Regions from separate parts of the Mus musculus genome. Here region 1 is linked to region 2. Evidence: chromatin contacts called from public Hi-C data. All regions are on one chromosome and are shown on one strand. Each heading gives the region's core, a stretch centred on a gene start, on an enhancer-like site or on the middle of the called end of the contact. The rest is flanking DNA. Distances are from core to core; before and after follow the strand shown. Region 1 has its middle 9.1 kb from the start of A930014E01Rik. Region 2 overlaps Pag1 (phosphoprotein associated with glycosphingolipid microdomains 1).

Region 1 (5,893 bases), core at 1,640-4,139, 510 kb before region 2:
TAGTGCTCTTAGGTGACCCCTGCGAAAGGGCCATCCAACCTCTCCAAAGCGGCTGCGTACCACGGGTTGAGAGCTACTGGTTTAGGGGGAACACCGTTGTGTTAGGGTTGTACTGCTGTGAAGAGACACCATAACCAAGGTAACTCTTATAGAGGACAACATTTAATTGGGGCTGGCTTACAGGTTCAGACATTCGGTCCATTATCATCACGGTGGGAACATGGCAGCATCCAGGCAGGCATGGTGCAGGATGAACTAAGAGTTCTACATCTTCATCCAAAGGCTGCTAGCAGAATACTAGCTTTCAGGCAGCTAGGATGAGAGACTCAGAACCCACACCCACAGTGACATGCCTACTCAAACAGGGCCACAACTTCTAATCCTGACACTCCCTGGGCCGAGCACATACACACCATCACAAACAGAAAATTAAGGATGCTCTGCCTCCACGGTTACATATATGTCCACTTGTCGTACGTACGTTATCCTTTCAAATCTTCTCAGATCCCTTTTATTAATTCATACACAATTATTTGTATTCCAATTTGTTGAAGCAGTAAGTCAAATAATATATTTGCAGATTATATATTTGCTGATAATGTCTGTCAAAGTGGTTGGCCATGGAAACTCTAGTGTCTTGTCCGTTGGAAGGGAGCTAATTTGGCCATTTTCTTGCTCCTTGGAGTATTTTAGGGAAGCGTGGTATGTTCTTCCTCCGCAGGGCCATCATGAAGTCTCCACCCCCATAGAGTGGACTCTGGGATGCTGTAGTCAGACAAAGTACCATTTCTCCTAGCAGCTTATCAATTCTTGTGATGAGGAGGAAGCCCTTCCTTATCTTGGATCTTGCCTTTACATCTTTTATAGTGCCTGGATGCTCAACATTGAGTGTGATGCTCTTTGCAGTGAGGGTCTTTCTGAATGAAATCTGCATCTTGGCTGTGGTTTCACTGCAGATGGTGGGTGTAGAAGGAAAACCAGCCAGGGCCCAGGGAGTTTCAAGGTCAGAAGCCTTTAACTTTCAAGGTATTTTAGTTGATAATAAATGTTTTTAACATTTATTGAAACAAGAGATTCCTATGTTCAAGCCCGCTCTTTGCTTATATTCTAGGCTAGAGTAATCTAGGTTACCTTGGGCTTCCTAGAGAAACATTGTCTCTAAAGGTTTGCATTTATAGAGCACATTGTACCATGCATTATGGGGAATGCTGCATAGTCAGCCTATTGATTACTCATAAACTGCCAGGACTAGTGATAGTGTACACTTGTAATCCCAGCATTTGAGAAGCCGAGGTACGAGAATTGCCATGAGTTCGAGGCCAGCCTAGGATACATAATGAATACCCACCCAGCCAAGGCCTCCAGAGCAGGATCCATCTCAATAAACGACAACAGTAACAACAAACAGTAATTCTAAGAGAGGCTGTGATCTCCATGGAAACAGATGCTTTTCCATCAGCAGACGTTCCCTGTGCAGATGACCTAGCTAAGCCATGAACTCCTGAGGAAAACCCTGGCTGCACATCTGGGAATCATCTGAGAGCTTTGAACTTGTGTCACTGCTGAGGTCCAAGCCAGTGAGCCAGCATGTTCCAGGCCGGAGTGTTGTAGACTATCTGTATTTTCTTTTTCCCAAGTAATACTGTCCGGTAGCTAAGATCAACATTTGTCTCCCAGAAATAACTGATTTCTTTCTTTCTTTCTTTCTTTCTTTCTTTCTTTCTTTCTTTCTTTCTTTCTTTCTTTCTTTCTTTCTTTCTTTCTTTCTTTCTCTTTCTCTCTCTCTCTCTCTCTCTCTCTCTCTCTCTCTCTCTCTCTCTCCCCCTCCCTCCCTCCCTCCCTCCCTCCCTTCCTTCCTTCCTTCCTTTCTTCCTTTCTTTTTCTAGACAGGGTTTCTCTGGATATCCCTGGCTGTCCTGGAACTCACTTTGTAGACCAGGCTGGCCTTGAACTCAGAAATCGCCTGCCTCTGCCTCCCAAGTGCTGAGATTAAAGGTGTGCGCCACCACCGCCTAGCTTTGATTTCTTACAAGTCTAGATTATGTATCCCCCTGACTCTCCCTCCACAAAGCAAGAGTTGTGTGGTACCCTTTGAAACCTTCCTGTAAAAATGTTGCTGGGTCAGCTCTTTGCTTGGGTGGCTGGTGGTGGTGGGGATTTAATTAACTTTTTTAAGTTCCAAAAATGAACACTAGATGGCAGACAACTCACAGGGAATCGTGGTATTGTTCCAGCATGCTTATTTCTGCTCTGTTTTATATCTCATTCAAATAATAACAAGCCAACCTTTGACATTAATACAGTATTCAAGCCAGTAGTGCTGGTGGGTATAGTGCTGGTGGTATGGGTGCCTAGCAAATGTCAGGCCCTGAGTTTGATCCTCCATCCCTGTAAAATTAATTTTTTTTTAAGATTTATTTATTTATTATATGTAAGTAAGTACACTGTATCTGTCTTCAGACACTCCAGAAGAGGGGGTCAGATCTTGTTACAGATGGTTGTGAGCCACCATGTGGTTGCTGGGATTTGAACTCTGGACCTTCGGAAGAACAGTCGGGTGCTCTTACCCACTGAGCCATCTCACCAGCCCCTAAATTAAATTTTAAAAAATAAATAACACAAGGGAAATCTTTCTGAATTGTGCTCACATTCCCTTAACCAGAGCTGGGGTACCCATATATGTGATTCATTTTTTAAGGTAGTTAATTTTTCATGAACATATGCAAAATACAATAGCTGTCCTTTGTTATCGTATTGAGAATAGTTTCCCCATTAATATATTTTAATATCCCTCCAAAGTAATCGACCCACTTTGGAAAGATTTACAGGGCTAGCTTTCTTTTCTTGGGCCGTTTGTGGCAGCCCCAGCAGTATACAGCAGAGGGCGCTAGTGCACCATGCTCCACCACTTCATGGAAGAATGAGGTGGTGAACACAAAGAATTATACTAAAGAATACTGGAGTAACATCATCATCACTTCTCTGGTCTCATAACATCCAGGCACCCCAGGTCCCACACCGCCAGATGGCTGCAGCTTGCAGAGCCACCCTAGCTGTCGTCAGGGCAGGCAGGCTGTGCAGTGCATCGGGTAGAGTGGGGGTGGGGGTGGGGTAGCAGCAGTGGGGGTGGTGCCTGTGGCTCTTCTACAAGCAGGGGAAGAGCTCTCCTTCCGTGTTTCTTTACTGTCTTCTGTTTTCACATCATACATCAAAATGATCTCTCATGAGGAAGGGCAAGGTCCCCCGTTCTCCTAAAATACAGTCTAAACTTACTAATGTGGACTGCACGGCCATTGAAGATGGTACCTGCACCAGACAGAGGTGGGCTGGATGCTTTTAACCTCAGCAATATACCTTATTTTCTCTTGTAAGCTGTGTTTGGACTTATTTTTATTTTGTTAATTCTAACCTTCACTTTTCATTGTGAGCCCCACCTGAACTCATATTCTACTGACATTCCCGTGTCTAACTTCTGCTTACACATTTTATCTTAGTTTACCTGTTACTTCTTCCAGGAAGCATCACTTCTTCCTCTGAGAGGTCTGCCTTTCTCTGTCAGTTGTAGACTATGTGCTGAGCCCTCACAAGGCCCTGGGTTCAATCCCCGGAAGCCAGAAGAACACTCAAACATGGTGAGGTATGTGTGTAATTCCAGCTGTGAGGAGGTATGCTACATCCACTCCAATAGTGACAAGCCTGGGTGCTGTCCCGAGGCGAAAAGTTCACAGAAACTTAGTCTCCTGGAACCGTGGCATCCTGTATAACGAATGCTCCAATGTCCTTGCTTTAGTTGGTAAATGGATCTGTGTGCTTTCCCTTAATATTGCTTAATTACAAGTGCTCCTAAGGATTGATATTTTGACATATAGCTAAGTTAGATTCTAGGCAGTCCTTGATCCGACCTTGGGCATGAATAGCTAAGTCACTGCCCTACACAGAAATTTACCATTATCTAGGAAGATGGAAGTTTGTGACCTAAAGAGGAACCAGAGTAGATACTTAGAACTATAGATAGCTGAGTTACACCCATACACAGGTATTTACAATGGCCTAGGGGGAAGGTGGACTATACAATAGACTAGAGTAGGAACTATGGCAAGGGCACGAAGCCCTTGCCCCTGGCTTCTAAGATTAAGCTGACCTTAGGTGGGGCTGCCTTTGATTCCCAGTTGTTGACATTGAATTTTATCCCAGTTGGTTCCTGCCAGTCCTTCCCTGTTTGCATTCCTCTGTTTTGTGTAAGAATCCAGTAACCTCTTTGTACCTTGTTGGTGTGTCACCTAACTTCCCTATTTTCTTCTGTATAAAAAGTTTGATGCTGGATTTGACAAATTACATTCAGATCCAGCACACTCTCTCGTTCTGTGTCTGTCTGTCAATTCCCGCCGACTCTATGCCCGTCTGTCTGAACCCCTGATTCCCACGAATTGAGGGGGGCCTACTGGGCCCGGTCGGTGGCAGAGGTCGAGGCAGGAGGAGCAGGGAGTCAGGGTTATTCTTTATCGTATGTGTATGTAGCAAGTGTGGGGTCACCTGGGATATAGGAAACCCTGTCTTAGAAAAAGAAAGAGCTGGGTGTGGTGGGAGGCAGAGGCAGGTGGATTTCTGAGTTTGAGGCCAGAGTGAGTTCCAGGACATCCAAGGGTACACAGAGAAACCCTGTCTCGGAAAAAAAACCAAAAAACAAAAAAAGGAAGGAAGGAAGGGAGAAAGAAGTACAGAAGCCCATGTATAGCGCTTCTGGCACTGCAATTCTGATTGTCTCTGATTTGTGACTGTTTACACATTGCCACAGTTGCTTATTTGCATTCTCGTTATCTAAACACAGTTCTTGGAAAACACCAAAACTCTCAGTGTTTGTTGACTAGGAAGGGCTTCAGCCTTTAATGGTATCTCTTATGCCTTCTAAGACTTGAGATCAGAAATTTTAAGCATGCCAGCAAACTTGTTTGCTTAGAATTCCAAATTGTCCCTCTCCCAGAAACACTAAGACCATGATGCCATTTAGTGCTCTATATGTAAAAACTCCAAAGCCAACAAAGCCTTATGGGAACCTCCAGAGCCTTGCAGATCACTTCAGCTTCAAAGTGAGAGGCAGGAGATGTAAAGATGATAACAATCTCTCTCTTCTGCTACAAAACTGAAGCACACTATGTGACTGTGTAACATTCATGGATACTGAGAATTTCTCTACACCAGAACTTTGGGTGATCAGGACCCTAAAACCCAGTCTTTGATCCTCCCAGGGAGCGGTTTGCATAAGCCCCATCCCCTCCTGACCCTGATTCCTCCCTCAGATGCAGCTCAAGGAGGGAGGAAGAACACACTTTGAAGATAAGATTAAACTGGATTATGTGCCTCCAAAACAGTCCTGAGGGTGCCCAGCTAATCCTCCCTCCGTGCTGACAGGCTCTGAAGCCTGGCTGCTTTGTTGACCTATTTACCGAGAACCTCCTCACTTTCTGTTTGATATAAAGGCAGCTAGGTCCTTCCTGTCCTAGCTCAGGCCAAACTGAAAGCAAGATCTGGAGACTATTATTATGGTTTTGCTTCACTTTCACCCAATCTCAACAAAGCACTTAACCGTCTGAAAGCCTGACCTGATGTGTGTGTGCGTGTGTGTGTGTGTGTGTGTGTGTGTGTGTGTGTGTGTGTGTGTGTGGTGTGCTTGCAGCTCTTGCTGCCTTGCAGGGAGAAGGCGATTGGACATGTGGATGAATAGACTACTTATTTATTAATTATTTTTAAATTTCCCATAGAAGGACAACGTTACTGACTGGACATGGTGTCAAACCCCTGTAATTCTAGCCTTCAGGAGTCTGAGGTAGGAATAGCTTGAGTTCACAGGCAGCCTGGGTTACATAGAAAATTCTAGGCTGGTCTGAGTCATAGG
Region 2 (5,697 bases), core at 2,112-4,611:
GCCCTTTATAGCAGTGGACCTGTACAGGTGGTCTGGATCTTCACGGATCTATTTCCTGTTTCATGAGCTTGATGGTTGTGGGACCACAGGCACCAGAGCAGTGATGCCCAAGTCTGAGAGGCTGGAGTCCCATCTCAGGGAGCTGCCCTTCCTCCTCTCCCAGAGCTCTGCTGAGCTCATCCGAGTCTGTTTCGGATGTAAAGAAGGACCAGCATAAGCAACCAGCATTCTGACTCAAGAGAGCAGAAAGACCGGTTTGAACTGGGTAGGTGGGGAGTCGGAAAGATCAAGTCCAGGGGGAGGTGACAGATTGATAGCATCCTGTGCCAAAGTCCCAACTCACAAGGGAGTCAGATGAGCCAGGGACCCCTCAGCCCTTCCCAGAGAGCCACGGTTTATTTAGGAAGCTCTAGAACCTAGATCAATCAATCCCCTTGCACTGATTCTCAGTGTGTCACTTTCAGCAACATTTTAATATTCTTCCTACATCCTGAGTTATTGATTGAACACTCTCATGTTTTTTAAGCCCACCTCCTTCAGCACAGCACCCTTGAATCCCATGCATACTTTTATGATTCCTAAATTGGTAGACGAAATGTTAGTTACGGACAAAAATACAATCTCTTCACACCTGGAAAAATTAATGTTTTTTTTTTCCCCAGAAAAGGTACCATATGATGGGAGGAGACCAGTTGCTATTTGCTTGTGAGTGGAGAGACGGATGTCTGCCAGACAGAGTAAAGAGCCTGCCTGTCCCTTTCAGCCTCCTAAAATATTAGTGGTGCAACACTGATGTAATCTGAATATTATTGAATATCCTTCACATTCTGGCTACTTTCACAGCTGAAATCTAGAGGGAAATAACCATAATCAAATTCTCCTGCTTAGAAATTAATGTTCCGAGTCTGTTTTAGGAAATATATAATAACCGCGCTGTCAGGGTATGGGAGGGGCTGCTTTAGAAGATGCCTCAGAAAACTTACAGGCCAGTGGCAACTCAAATACAGTTCTGGGATTGTTAGTGATTCTAAGCTGATTTGCAGTGCACATCCTTGTGGCTTTGGCAGTTTGGTGGGGCTCTCAAACGCCAAGGCAACGCTTTATGTAAGCTATGACTTTAAAGCTTGTCATAAGGTAGAAAATGGGGTCAGAGAAGAACAGTGGTCAGGGCTACATCACTGGACCACACATATGTAGAAGTCCAGAAATCCAGAAGCTTTCAGCTCACTGCCAAAAAGCAGAGTGTCCAGTCTCACACGTTATCTGTGTCTTCACTCCCCCAAAGCAGCATGTGATGAACAAGCCTACTCCTGAGCAATGCTCATCTCTAACTCCATCCCAGCATCTTGGAAATGTATTTAGGCCATTGGAAGAATGCCCTATGTCAGGTAGAGTGATGGCTTGGTTGTTAAGAACATGCTCTGTTCTTGCAGAGAACCTGACTTCAACTCCCAGCATCCAGGTGCGGCAGTGTACAACCAACTGCCTGTAACTAACTCCTGCTCCAGAAAATGCCTTCATCTGAATTCCATAGGCACCAGCTCTCACGTGTACAGAAACCTCCATGCAGATGTATATACATATACACATAATTAAATCTTTAGAGAAAGAATACAGACCCCATGACAAGCAAACACAAGCAGTCTGACATGCTTCTCTATATGGCACAGAGTGTGGCTTATTCTCATCTTAAATCCCAACACCCCATAGTAGGGTCAGAGAAGAAAAGCATTGCGGAGTGAGCCAAAGGCTGTACAACACTGGAATCTAGATGTTGGAGTCCCACAAAAGGACAGGTTACTAGTTCCACAGCCTGTCTAGGCCTGATACCTTTTCACTTGTAAAATGACACAGTTGAACTGGACAGGCCTTGAGTGTATGCTTCCTCGACTAACATGCATAGGAGGAACTGGGGTGTCCTGTAAATTGCAGATCCTGACTCAGTAGGTGTGACCTGCGGCCTGTGTTTTGTTTTCCTGTAGAGGAGTCCTGATACTGCTCTACAATGCTCACACTGCTGGTCCACTGATCTCTCAGCGTTTAGTTAGTTCTGTGCATGTGTGTCTGTCAACTAGATGGCTCTGTGACATTGCAGGAAAGATGGGGGCTTTCACCAGTGACCCTCCCATGGAATCAACAGTCCTCATTCTTCATAATTAATCTCTATCAGACACTCTTTACTATGTAATTATGCATAACAATTTCATGTGCACACCAGAAAGCACTGATAGATTTAGTCCCAGCTTACCAGACTTGACAACAGAAGACAGAAATATGTATAAAGACAGTAATAAATAGTAAGTTATGATATATGCCCATTCAGACATTGAGTACATTCAAATAGAACAAGCATATATTTAGATGGACCATAGAATATTTGTATTCAACATCTTTTTTTTTTCCTTTTAATCTCTGGTAAATGAAGTATATTTCTGACATAAAACAAGATTTCTGTTTCTCTCTTCCTGGTGAGAGCTGGGAGTGGCAAGGTCAATTTCTGAACTGCTTTTTTTGAAGACTGACTGATTCTGGCCTCCTCAGCCCCAAACCTTAACCCTGTGACTGACTGTGCAGCTGCCTCGGCTTAACTTGGGGTTAAACCCCGAGTGTGTCCTCACAGGTTCATTGACTGACTCTCAGTGCTTCCTGTCCAGGGCTTTGACCCAGCCGTCACCCTTGTGAATCAGCGTGGGAAGAAGTGGACAGCACTATCTCTGAATCACAGAGCTGTGGGCACTACCGAGGAGGGGGCCAGCGCATCCGAAGCCTCTCGGTCATTATATCAGAGGAAGGCTGGCTTGGTACTCGCTCTTCTGTACACACAGGTCTCATGACCTAGCCTGAGGATGGGATCGAAGGAGCAACAGTAGGCAGCATTGACCCCTGAAGGCAGAGCTGGATCTACTCCTGAGGGCCATCCAGACACTGTGCTGGAAACAACATCTGGTACCCATGGTGATAAGCCAGTTTATTAGAACTGAATCCCTGGTTAGAAGAGAGATGCTAGGATGACTCAGGGAACTGATTTATTCTAACTCAGCAAGGACTGAATTATCACAGGTCTGTTCTATCTACTCAAGGGTTTCCCAACTAAATACTAGTAGTGAAATTAGAAACCCTTCATTTAACCTTCTCTGACTCATGTGAACACATGTGATAATTAATAATGGTCCTATGCACATACATAGGAATACAGCCATGCAGAGAAAACAATACATACCATGCCCTCAGCACACAGACGTGCATCCATGGGAGGAGAGGAGTAACTGTGAAATCTGATACACTGTTTTGAAACGTGGCCCTACCACTGCAGGCTGCATCAGTTCGCCTTTCAGACTGCAGCTGTTCCACCTGCAGGGTGATGTTGGCGTGGCTTCCGTGCAGTATGTGTGTGCACTGTCTGAGGTGCAGATGGGTGGAGTTATGTAGCATGATGTCTGAAAACCTAATCACAGTCAGCAACCATAAGAAACCTGATTATGTGACAGCCCCTGTGAAATTGTGCCTCAGGGGAAAAAATAGAAAGAAAGCGTCCACGTTTGTGTTTGTCTCTTGCTTCGTATGCAGGCCTTTGTGCGGGAGGTTGTGTCTGGGTTCATAAAATGTCACGCTGCTTATTAGGAATGAAGCTGTGGTGAGGACAAAGCCTGCATTGATTAGGTAGGCTCAGCCCTGTTCACTCAGTTTTGTCACACGTAGCTGTTGTTTCCCTGTTAACTATCTATACATAAACCTAGCAATAAAGGGTGAAAGCAGCCTGCTCATATTAAGGAAAACACGAACCCATAGATGATTACTGAATTGGAAAGCTAAATCTTAAAAAGCCATAAATGACAGTCCATCTACTTTGCACCAATGCCTCTTACTGTCTCTCTGAGCATACAGAGTTGTACAGACATGACAGGATGCCGCACATCCCGCTAACCGCTCACAGGGAGGTAAGGAGAATGGAGGAGTGGGTCTGGACTGTGGTCCTGGGAAGAGAAGGATGCCCTCCACGTGCAGCCAGGGAGAAGAGGCACGAGTAGGAGCGGTGCTGACGCCTTCCACCCGTGTTAGAAGGGCATGAAGACCACAGGCAGAGGGTGTGAGGCAGACTTCTAAAATGCAAATGATCCATAGGGGCCAAATCTGAGTGAGGCCTTGGACGGGCCATCACCTCAAACCTGCTCACACAGTGTCTGAACAGGGTGTTACTGCTTCTATGCAGGGAGAGAGTTGTTCATCTTAGGTTGAATGTAACAGTAGTTAGGACAGTTAGTTCTTTCCCAGATTTATTGTGCACTTGAGTCATCTGTGACAGTATTAAAATGCAGATCCTATAGGTCTGAGACCTGCATTTCTAAAGAGCCCCTAGGTATTGCTGAAGCTGCTGGTTCAAAGACTGTATTTTGAGTAGGAAGTGTCTAACCCATTTTCTCCCCGAACTCTCTGTTTCCCACTCCCATCCTACTTACTTCTGTTCCTCCCTCCGTACGCCCGTGCCGTTCCTTCACTCTTTCTCTGATAGTTGCTTCCTGCTTGCTGACCTAACTCTCATGCTGTCTCGTTGGAGTCACTCTTGCATCCAGCCTGAGTCTTTGCTTAGACTTTCCCCCTTTCTTCTTTAAGCGTGCATACTAAAGCTCCAGTCCTCCAAAACTCACCGTTTCCTGAGTCCATCACCTCCCTTCTACTCCGGGTAGGGCTGAGAGGGCCTGCATGGCCATGCTCCAGGTCTCATGTCTGCTGCTCCTTCACTCCTCCTTCCTTCTGTATAACTGCCTGCCAGTCATGTTGTCGCAGGTTGAACCTAAGTCTCCATAGACTCAAGTCTGGAGAGCTTGTTCACCAGCTCGGGGACTGTTTTGGAAAGCTATGGAGTGTTTAAGGGATGAAGGCTGGCTGGGACAAAGCACTAGGGACAGGCTCTTAGGGGTTTCAGCCAGGCTCTGGCCATAGTTCAGTTCTCTGCTTTCCTCTGATCCATCAGTGTGAGAAGCTGCTCTACCTCATGTCCTACCAAAAGAAGGAACCAACAGCTTGCCTTCCCCACCATGATGGCCCACAATCCCTCTGAAACCATGGGTCAAATGAAGACTTCCTCCTGTTAAGTGGGTTACCTCTGGTAGACAGCTCAGTCTCCAGACCTTAAGTCCTTCCTTCCCCTCCCCCACTGTGTGCTAACCTCCCCTCCCCCACTGTGTGCTGGCTTCCCCCCCCCCACTGTGTGCTGGCCTCCCCTCCCCCACTGTGTGCTGGCCTCTCAGCCCAGCCCCTCCTGCTCCTGAGCTTTCATTCCTTCAGTGAGCACCACAGCAGCCCACCAGGTGGACAGCTCAACCTCTTCTCTACCACTAAGCTCCATGAGGACAGGAAAATCTGTCTGTCTTCATCAGTATCAAAACTCCAAGGGGCCACAGTGACGGGTATATGGAGAGATTTAAAATAGTTGTAGTTAAACAGAATTAGAAAAACATATATTTAAAGCCCTCTTGATCTTTCAATAGCTAGGACTAAGGAATGCCCCTGTGTTAGCACTCATTTGAATCTAAAAATGCTGTTTAGTAAAAACTGTTGAGCCTACCAGGCCCTTTGAAGATTAGGACTAAAAAATGACCAAAATTAAACTCTCTTCAAAAGTTTCTGTCCCTTGTCTCAGTCAAGGACCTCAGGAAGGTTGCTGGCTAAAGTGAGGATTTAGTCAACCTCATTGCT

What was found. Hi-C and Micro-C count contacts between places; a contact is called where the count stands out from the background.
Region 1: a Hi-C map of cortical neurons shows a contact between it and region 2. The contact joins two enhancer-like sites. A contact is called at or near these places in 12 of 39 promoter capture datasets (the 3T3-L1 cell line, 3T3-L1-derived adipocytes, the C10 cell line and 8 more), 1 of 484 Hi-C or Micro-C datasets (cortical neurons), 3 of 115 datasets of contacts at active chromatin or transcription factors (astrocytes, embryonic stem cells and forebrain) and 2 of 9 other capture datasets (adipose tissue and macrophages).

The regions. Positions count from the first base shown.
Region 1 is chr3:10,304,092-10,309,984 of GRCm38.p6, reverse strand. No RefSeq gene overlaps it. Among named protein-coding and RNA genes, the nearest start is that of A930014E01Rik, 9.1 kb to the right of the region's middle. Within about 2 kb of position 2,889, at least 31 of the 459 cell types and tissues checked have an H3K27ac peak or open chromatin away from gene starts, as enhancers often do. A contact at or near this core is called in cortical neurons, where this site is marked.
Region 2 is chr3:9,793,190-9,798,886 of GRCm38.p6, reverse strand. The region is part of intron 1 of Pag1 (phosphoprotein associated with glycosphingolipid microdomains 1); the gene reads left to right. Among named protein-coding and RNA genes, the nearest start is that of Pag1, 38 kb to the left of the region's middle. Within about 2 kb of position 3,361, at least 32 of the 459 cell types and tissues checked have an H3K27ac peak or open chromatin away from gene starts, as enhancers often do. A contact at or near this core is called in cortical neurons, where this site is marked.